Linked DNA regions of Columba livia: region 1 is linked to region 2. The links are chromatin contacts, called in public Hi-C maps. All regions are on one chromosome and are shown on one strand. The core of a region is the stretch at or near the end of the contact, and the rest is flanking DNA. Distances in the headings are between cores, read along the strand shown.

What was found. Hi-C and Micro-C count contacts between places; a contact is called where the count stands out from the background.
Region 1: a Hi-C map of crop shows a contact between it and region 2, with 2.8 times the contacts expected there. The contact joins the promoter of LHX9 here to the enhancer-like site in region 2. A contact is called at or near these places in 2 of 2 Hi-C or Micro-C datasets (crop and liver).

Annotation. Positions count from the first base shown.
Region 1 is chr8:18,690,188-18,695,625 of bColLiv1.pat.W.v2, reverse strand. LHX9 (LIM homeobox 9) reads right to left here and starts at 3,930. Exons shown (of 6, transcript XM_065072360.1): 1 at 3,742-3,930.
Region 2 is chr8:18,583,590-18,588,314 of bColLiv1.pat.W.v2, reverse strand. DENND1B (DENN domain containing 1B) reads left to right here. Exons shown (of 22, transcript XM_065072352.1): 3 at 2,250-2,299. Among named protein-coding and RNA genes, the nearest start is that of DENND1B, 64 kb to the left of the region's middle. Within about 2 kb of position 1,259, at least 2 of the 3 cell types and tissues checked have an H3K27ac peak away from gene starts, as active enhancers do.

The DNA.
Region 1 (5,438 bases), core at 2,681-5,180, 100 kb before region 2:
CTTAAACCGGGTACATCTCATCGCAAACCGTAATCTCTCGTAGAGCACTCCCGCTCTGGGAAAGAAAAAAAAAAGAAGAGAGAGAGAGAGAGAAGAAGAAGAAGAAGAAAAATCTGTGTGTGAGGAAGGAGGAGGGAGATATGCTTTCCTTGGAGAAAACAAGTCAATTAGCACAACAAGCCATCAGGAAAAAATAAACAAGGTGACTCAATCTGGGATACGGGAGCTGTTTGCTCCTTTCCGCCGTCGCTCCGCGGTGCCCCGACTGCTCCCGGATACTCGCGAAGCCGCTTCCCTCTCACCCCACGTCCAGCCGGGGAGCGGCAGCGCGGCCCGGGCCAGCCGGGCAGCCCTGGCGAGGGGACCGCGGCTTTGCCGAGCGCTGCGAAGCCGCCTGGGGAGCGAAAGGGCAAGCGAGGAGGCGGCCGCGTTCCGGGGTGGGGGGTGGGCGAACCCTCCGCAGGAGGATTTGCTCCCCGCACACCCTGTGCCCACGGGCTACCACAGGCGTGCGCCTGCCTGGCGTGGGTGATTGCGGTGGTTGCTGTCGACAGAGGTGAAAAAAATTTCACCTAGAAACGAATTTCTTTCTAATAGTTGCAAGATCATCTTTCCACTGTACTGGCACAATCAGGGTTTGGGTTTTTGGGTGTTTTGTTTGGTTGGTTGTTGTTGGTTTTGTTTGTTTGTTTTGGTTTTGTTCTTGTTTTCCTCTGAGGGAAATGTTCCCTTATTCCTGTCCAGCTATTTTGTCAGGTAACTCACCCTGCCCCAGTTCCGTGTTCCGCCTGCTCTCTTAGAAATAGTCTGCGATTCCCACCGCGCCCGTGTTGCCAAAGACACCCCCACACGTGCCAGGCAGAGACACCCGCCGAATCCCCCCGCCCTGCGCGGCCCAGGCCCTCCCTGAGAAACCCGTCAAACGCGCCGCCGCCGTCCCACTGTGACCGTGTCCCTGCCGGGCTGAGGACAGTCAAACTCATCGCGTCCGCTGCGAGCGGGGAGAGGAAGAGTCTGGGAGTGCTGGGCCCAGCTCCTTTAGAGCGGCTAAAGTGGGGACACCGCGTTCCGAGCAGGCTGCGTCCCCGTCTCGGGTGCTCCGGGTGCGGGCATTGCTCCGCTCTCCTCCCGCTGCCTGACATTTGCTGTGTCGGGTTCACCGAAGTACTGTCTGCAGGTGCAGTGACAAAGCGTCGTTCCAAGAGAGACACCAAAAATATTGTTTGTGAATTTCCCATCTCTACCTTAGCTCGACGGCGCCGTTAGGAATAATTGGTCAGACTCGTAACAAAACTCAGAAGTGACTAAACCTCCTCCGGTTGGGCACACTTAATTAATTAGAGGGTCCTTTCTTTCTGCTCCATCAGGTACGGTTAAGGATACGCTACTAGCTGCTGCTGCTCCAGTAAAGGAGGCCGGGGGTTTCCCAGGCGTTTTCTGATTAACATCCTAATGTTGGCAGACCACTTCTTACCTAAAGGGACACTAAAAGTTTGTCGCTAGCATCAAACATGACTTCTCCGTTTCCAAAAGGCCTGTAGGAGATCAAGGTAAATCTATTTCAATGTTCCTGAGATTCCTCGCTGCAAATTGAAACACCGCTGCTCTAAGGCAGGCTGGTAGGGAGAGGTTGCCATTATAGAGTGAGAGTCTCCATATAGTTTTGCTGGTTTGCTTGGGGAAGGGGGAGAGAAGCTCACAAAGAACACGACAGAGAATCTGAGATCCAAATCTACCAGTTTATCCCTTATGAATCCATTTGCATTAGCACTTCGCCTCTGAATGCAGTTTCAGTTGCAGGGTGCTTTTATCTTCTGTCACCGCTGCATTTTGGGAGGCATATCTGATGTGCAATGTTGGGAATATTTTAGTGACATGACAGGCGCTCTCAGGTTTTGCTTTTCTGTAACGATATACCCAGACTCCCCAAGCTAATGAGGATGCGGGGAAACCCATCGCTACTAAGATTTCCACAGGTAACACGTTCTCCTGTCCCCAGCGAGCTGCCGCGCGCCCGGAGGCAGCCGCTCCCCGGTGCAGCCCGGCCTGGCGCTTCCCGGGCGCCTGCTGGAGCCATCGCCACCTCCGTAATTAGCATGTGCCCTGGACAGATTTCAGCATGCGGTCACCGGGATCCGCCTTGCTATAGAGCCCTCATTCTTCTTGGCCACGGGCTGCGGTCTAAAGCCTATTACAGCGTGAACGATCTTGTGTTTAGTTCTGAGGATTTAGGACAAGGTCTACATGCAAATTAATAATTGACCAACAATAATTAGAAGAAAGAGGAGGGTATTCAAGCATGGGTGGGGGAGGGGGGAAATAGGAGAGTTCTTTAGGCAGGAATGGTTTGGATTTAGTGGATCCTAGAGGAGGCGACGTCCCGGACTGCAGGCGCAGGGCGCTGCCCGGGGAAGGGCGCCGGGTCAGCCGCCCCCCGCCGCGCAAGGGCAGCAACACTTCACACCGGCTCCGTCAGGTACCCGAACTGCTCGAGACACTGTTTAATCATTTCCAGAAATTTAAAGCGCGTAGTTATAGCAGCAACAGGGTTACGATTCTGTCGCCTGCGAGTCGGGTGGTTAAAGCCAGGTCTATTTTTAAATCCTAACGCTATTTTCTGCTCTGCGAGCCTGTGGTGGAGTACAGTGCTGTTAATGATCAGCCTCCTGCCTTTGTGAAGTCCGCGACCACTACAAGCAATCTAGACACAAAAAAGGAAAATCTGAATAGAGTCATATCTCTCGGCGGTGCCATCAAATGCAGCTAGTGTCGTTCCCAGCATTTAAATGTGTTGCATTTTTTTTTAAAGACCGACATTGTTTAGAAGTCCACTTTTGCGTCAGAAATGGCATGTTTTACCATCACCATCTTTTTCCTGGCTCGAGCCCTCTCGGGTGCACCGTAGACCAACTTCGGGATTAGGGTGCTGGAGGGAGGGAGAACCCGGGGCACGGGAGCCGGGGCACGGGAGCCGGGGCGCGGGCACCAGCTCCGCTCCTCCCCAGCCCGGCTGCGCGGCGGGTAACGCGAGAGCGGAGAGTCTTTGAGCATAAACATCATCGAATTAAAACACTCCAACATGCTTGTACCTCCCGGTAATCCGAAAACACGTAAATTAAGACACGTATTCATTTGCTTAAGGAGACGATATTTAAATAATAAACAAATAGGTGCTTTGCATAGTAATCCCAGACACACATCTCCGTAGCCAAGCACTGTGACTGACCACAAACAAGTAATCAGACAGCCAGAAGAAAACAGAAGAGGCAGATTATTGTCTAACACGAAATTGGCCACCGCCAAGGACTTCAGCATTGTTAGCTTCTTAGTTGTTTGATATTAAGCTTAATCGTACTTGCACTCTGGTTGTAATTAAACCATTAAAAATTTTGCAGCTTTTGAAAAGGACTCCCTTACAAGCTAGATTCACAGAGAGGTGAAAGGAGACATTCCATGAAATAAAATAAAAGAGGCCCTTTATTATTATTATTATTATTATTATTATTATTATTATTATTATTATTATTATTATTATTATTATTGCTGAATGGCTCAGTCTTCTCAGGCTGCCATTTTTCTAGATTAAAACACAAATGCACCAAATGTTTTCGAATACACCTGGGAAAACGACCATTCTGTGTTGTTTAAAAAAACCCAACCACTCTGAAGAAACACCCCGTAAATGACATCCGTGAGGTCTAAATAGCTGCATTGCTAGGAAAGACTCATGCAGGGGCTTACCTTGAGACCTTAGAAGCTTCTTCCAAAATTGTACCCTCCTCAATGAGTGATGAGGGATGGGTTTTGGATGGAGAAGAGACGCAATGATCCAGCCAGTAGATGGAGGTTGTTCCTTGTTCCTAGCAGAGGATCCCTATGTTAATTAAAATAAACAAGCTGCTTGGTGGAAAGATTTTTTCCCCCCACTCCCTCTCTCTCCCCCTTCGTCTGCATAGCCTCTAATATAGAATTGACGTGAATTTCTAACCTCTGACCTCTCACGAACATACACTTATACCTGCCTTTTATTTTCTATTTGTTTCACGATATTTTCCAATACTAACTAACTAAATAAATAAATAAGAATGAATGAAAGCAAAAATAAATCCCACCTCTCAATTTTGGCTGGTTTGCTGAGTTTTCTTGATCAGCTGTCTCAGCTCCTCAGTAATCAGGTGAGGTGTTAATAGGGAGCTGGTTGTAAATAAAACTAATAAAGCAAAGAACATATTAGGAAATTAAGAAAAGGCGAGGGCCAAGAAGCTGCTAAAAATATTGTCGTGAGCTGAGCATTTCCCCATCATGTCGTTTGTTTCGTTCTGTGCTTATTCACAGCTGAGCAGCAAACCCAGTGTTGTTGCCATCTCTCCACATTTTTTTTTCAAATCGCACTGAACCAGCCATGGACTGCATCAACCCTTCCCACTTTCATAAAAAGCCTCTCAAATGGAGTCGCTAAACAGGAAACTTCAGCCTGATCTGATGTGATATGATATACGGATTCATGGAGCAACCTCGCTTTGCCAAACCCGATGAAACTGAGAGTTGTCATGCAATACTACGCAGTCAAACCTGGGATAATTGTAAAAGTGAACCCAATTTAACCCATTAGAATAAAATCAGATGCCAAGATGAATCGGAATCATTGCTTCTTAGGTGACAGTAGTGATGACAATTGATCCACCGGCTCAAAACAATAGAAAAATATAGGGTCGGGAGTAATTTCTCGTACTCAGGGTCTCTCTCCCCGGGGGAGATGCACGGAGCCGGCAGCGAGGCAGGAGTCGCTCCCCGGCCGGGCTGCGGAGGGGACTTACTGCAGGGACCCTGTGTCCGGGGAGCTCTTTCTGGAGCAGAAACACGAGATGACTTCTCGCTTTGGCTTTGCCTGTTTCTCTAATTCCTGTGACAGTTTCAGTTCTTCTCGCCTGAGCCGTGTGACCCTTACGTCTACGTGGCCACTTTGGTAATCTACTAAAATAAAATAAAAAATTAAAAAGCAAAGCAAGGGATGCTAATGATCTTCCTTGGAGTTTGTCAGGGAGCGGAACCCCGGCGGCGTGCGGAGGAGGCAGGGCTCTGATCTGCTCCCCGCCGAGGTGCGCACCGGCGGGCGGGGGTCCAGCCGTGCGCCCCGGGGCAGGGCGGTCGGCTCCCGCTCTGCTTCGGCCGTGTCCGCCGCCGGCACTGCCAGCAAACCGCTGCCGGCGAGGAGGGAGCTCGGAAGCAGCCGGGTAACATCACGCTGGCAGAGGGAGCCGCTCTCCCCGCCCCGGGCTTCGCCCCGCGGCGGCATCGTGCCCGCCCTCCCGCGGGCAGGGCGTGGGGAGTTCGGAGGGCGCAGAGGCTTCGGTTCCGCGGCCACTGCGAGCTTGCTGCAAATACTGCATCCCACCTCACAGCAGCTCACCTGGATAAACCAGCCAGGGAGGTGTAGG
Region 2 (4,725 bases), core at 10-2,509:
ATTTTAAAGAGTGCGGAGGTTTAAAGACTTGTCCCCCGAGGGATGCTCCTGCCAGTTGGGAGGCGAGCGGAGGCTGCTCTGCAGAAGTTGTGCTGGCCGGGGGGGATGGAGCAGAGTGGGGGCAAACCCTGTCCCGCAGATTCCCTGGAAAACGCTGCAAAACAGCCCCATAATTTTCAGGTTGTTTAGTCAAAATATTGAGCTAATACCTTTGGTGTTTTTGTTTTTGTTTTCTTTTTCTTGTGTGATAATTTATTCTGAGAGAATACAATGGGGAACATAAATGAATACATTTCCATACCCAATTCTGAGTCAGTGCTAAGCCCACCAGGCAGCAATTAAAATCCTCAGTAGTAAGGAGAAAATGACTTCCTATAGTGTGAGAATAGGTGCAGATTTGGAAAGAGAATTTAAATAAAATGCTATTTATTTGGAATGTGAAAAGCAAGCTTTATGAGCCTGAAGTGAGAAGCTATTTGGAAATGTTTAGGATGTTTCTAAGTTAAAAGTTTTGATTACTCTATTCTGCTTGCTTTCTTTTGTTAGAGTTCATTGTTACTACTACAAGAATCATGTGTGCATGTTTCCTGCCTACAGAAATTCAAATATTTACCTGCCTTGTTTGTATTTTGCCCCTCACCCTTCTGCAGCGGCTGCTCACAACAGTTGGGATGGTGCTTAAGCAGTTTCTTTTGGAGAATATTAATGTGTACTGCTATTGTTCGTAATTAAGTTAATAACCTTTCCCAAAAGACAACATCTAGCTTTCATACCCTTCTTTACCTGTTCTGACAATGTAAATGTTCCAGAGATTTCTTGGACTTAGAAATTCTAGAAAATTGACTTTTCCATTTTGTGCAATGATTTACTGGAGCACACCCTATACCTTTAAAACGTTGCAGCTAACATATGCATGTTGTATTCAGAGGCATGTTTCTCCTGAACTATTTGTTCCTTGCTGAGGAACTGGCATGACTCCTCCATGTTTTACGCCATCCACCGAGCCAGGCAAATGTTTGAAGTAAATAGTCATTGCAGTGTGTAGGAATTTAAATACATAATTTCCCCTAATGGGAGTTGACTGTTCACTGTGCAGTAAACAGAGGGTTCAGGCTGGAGAGTGCTAACATCTTGGATCAAGTTCTTAAACCCCCACATGCAGCTCTGGAAATTTGCTATCAACACACATTTTTCTGAAAACAGGCACCTTGTGTGCTGAGTGGTGACTGCAGCGGGGTACCTGTCTCTTTGTTGTTCTGCTGCAGAGAGGGAGTTGTGCAGCTTTGCTGACCAACTGTGTTGGGGTCAGTTGTGTCTCCTTAGCTGGAGCGTTTCACAGAGGGTTCATTTTCCCAGTTGGGAGAAAGGAAGTAAAACCTGTTTTTCTGGGATCTTGTAAGGTCATTGTTTAGTACTTGCTGTTAACTGATCTGCTAGTTCACTTTTCTTTTTTTTTTTTAAAAAAAAAGAAAATGTTGACTAGTTTGGGAGCATTTTTATATTTTAATTAACACATTTTATTTGCCACTAAACAGCTGCTTAAATAAAATTCTGCAAGAAAGAGTGACATTATCCTTTTGTATTATAGTACGAATGTAGATCCGGTGGATTTCACCCCCCTGCTTCCCTTTATTAATAGCGAGGCTTGCTTGTGAAACCCGAAGGGTTAATCATATAAATTTGTCCTTCGGACCAGCAGATGATTTCCATCACTTTCAGCATTTGACTATGGAACATGTATAGAGTTGTTATACCTCTCTGCAATTCATTCTGCTGCCAACTTCATTCCCTTTTCTCTGCCTGCATTTTAATTGAAACAACATTTGTATTTTTGAGCCAGGATCTGTCAGAAGTCCCTGTGGCTAGTCTGTGGTACAAGTAGCAGCAGACGTGGCTTACCCATATGGTGTGGTGCTTCTTGTAAAATCCATATGGCCTTGTTGAAGGGAATCCCAGCGGGGATGTGAAGGGTGTTAATACCCTTCAGGCCAGGCCTTTCCCTCCTGGGGCTTCTATGGCATTGTCTTTGCAATCTGCCATAGCACAAACTTAATTCCTTTTTAATAATCAATTATTTCAGTCCAGGAACGTGTGCTGTATGTTTTGCAATCATATATTCCCTGAATTTATGATTTTTTATGGTTATTTTTTGATATTTTTTTAAAAGCAAGCTGTAGGGCGGTTGCTATCAAAGGTAAATGAAAGCCTTTTCAAAATGCTAACTCTATTTCTTTCACTTCCATTTACAGGAAGTGCTGAACAGCGTTCCAAAGTTCTGCTTTCCTTTTGACGTTGAAAGGTATGTAGTACAGTTATAATTTGTTAAAAAATATTTCTTACAAAATTATATTCAGCATAATTGTAAGGAAATATTTAAAAGAAAACATGTTGTACTCTCTAAACTTGCACCTGCAAATGAGAAGAACACATCCTTTGTGTTCAATTAAGAATGAAAATACTAGTAGGACATTATCTCAGCAAAATGCAAACTTAGAGAATTTCAGGGACATGTCTTTCAAGATAGAGCTACATTCTGGCTCTCAGTTTTGTCCGTTATATTTGTGAACACCATTGGTGTCAATATAAGGATACAACATGGTTTCCTTCAAACATCAAGCATCATAAAAAATGTTACGGTGCACCAGGACATAAAACCTCACCACGCAGTACTGAAAACGTGTTGTTTGAGTTCAAAGAAATTAAGACTTTAATTGCATGGAAGTAACAAAAGATATAATTGATTTTTCTCAGAGAAGAATCAAGACCATTATTTATAATTAATTAGCCCTTACCTTTCTGGTATCAGTTATGGTGTGGCTTCCATGTAATGCTGCCAGTCATTTAAATTGTTCATATAAAACATTTTTATTAATTAAAATAGTTAGGCTTGTCAAAATGATTAATGGCAATTAATTTAATAAATTTTACTCACTCAGTTTGGAAAACTCATATTGTCCTAACCAGCAAAGATTGAATGAGAAGCCTGATTTGCATAATTAATGAAAGATACACCCAGGTAAGGTGCAGGCTGAGCTGTTTTCAGAACAACATTGGTATCAGTCACAGATGGAGACCCAAAGTTGAGAAATATCTATCGGAGGCAAGAAGCTGCCATCTGAGGAGTGAAAGGTGGTGTGTATGTAAAGGAAAGAGAGGCTTTGCAGAGAAACACAATGGCAAAATAAAGACCTTCATAAACACAACTTCCCTGAAGTAAACTGGGTTCATTTAGTCTTTTATAGTTGAATTTAATTAAGTTGTTTGGGTTTTGAACTGGTTAAGCTCACCATCCTTTAAGCTGTTTTAATGACTTAATTAATACAGTTGTCAGTCTTGGCTTTAAAGCATTAAAGTCTTCAGTGTGCTCAAGATATGTACAGACTTCTGATTGAAATTGGTAATGAAGATAAATAATGGAAATAAAATTTAAGGATAACAGAAAAAGGTGAGGTTCTGTTGCTGCCATCCAGTGGCAAGAAGATAATCAATGGCAGCAAATAATTTATTTTTAAATAACTCGTCTTGTGTTAACTACTTCTGTTCAGCCGTTCAGAAGACACTTAGTTGCTTGTGTGACGTGGATAAGCTTAATCAGTGCGCTGTGGGAATACATGAATTTAAAGCATAGCTCGCTGTGTATTTTTGCGGAGTATCCAAAGAGAGAAAAACAAAACCAAACCAAAAAGTAAAGGGATGTTTATTGTTTGTCTGTTGTTACCCTCCCATGCCCCTCTCCCCAGGCACGCTTTTTGACTCATGGGCTCATGCTCACCTATAAAGCAGTGCTCTCAAAGGCGCAACATTTTTATTAATTTTGTAACATTGGACGTTGAACAGAAGAGGAAAGGTTCTTGGAAGCCGATGGGAACAGAACCGCAGTGTTTGTTTGGGCTGCTGACTGCTCAGGTAGCGCTGCAGCATCTTCAAAATCAGCCACCATGCTTGCAGTGTCTTGTGTAGCTGGGAGCTGAGGTTTGGGGGATTTGTGAGAGAACCAAAGGCCTTTTGGGATCGTGAGAGTATAAAAGAGGCCGGACAAGGAGGAGAGGCAGAGCTATTGTGGGGAAAAGAACAGAAGTACTGGCAGCTCATTCAAGAAAGCAGGCAACTGTTTACTGGCAAGCTGTTTGTGTGCACAACTTACTGGCTGTGGGGTGTATTTACCATATATTAATCAGTTCAGGCATTTTCTATAGTGTATACATATATTACTGCTGTTTTTAAAGGAAACTATTCAGTTGTCTTCTGCTTTCTCAGTTTTATTTTTTGTTTTGAAATTTGGACTGATAGAAAAGTGTTGAGAAAAACACTGCTATAGCTTCTTTTTGTATGGCTTTTTTCCAATGGACGTTTAAGATGTGACAAGTATTTTAGTTTTTGTCTAGCTGTAAATGTGCTTTTTACTTGTTTGGTGAATATACATATGTATAAAACTTTTTTCTTTCTTCTACAGAGGATCGTTATAGACTGTACACCTAATACCCCAAAGTATTTCACAGGCAGTTTCAATGACAGTTTCTGTGCAGAAAGCTTTGATTGAAGTGAAACACAAAGTATCTGTTTCATTGATTGAGCTTATTGCACTTCAGAGAGCATAGGTTCTCAACTTGTATTGTGTGTACTAAATGTATATAAACCACTTCAATCAATATCTGATCTTAGTAAGAGCTAGAAATTACCAGTGCAAAAGCGATAACTTCAACTGATGTTGCTGATCAAGGTACC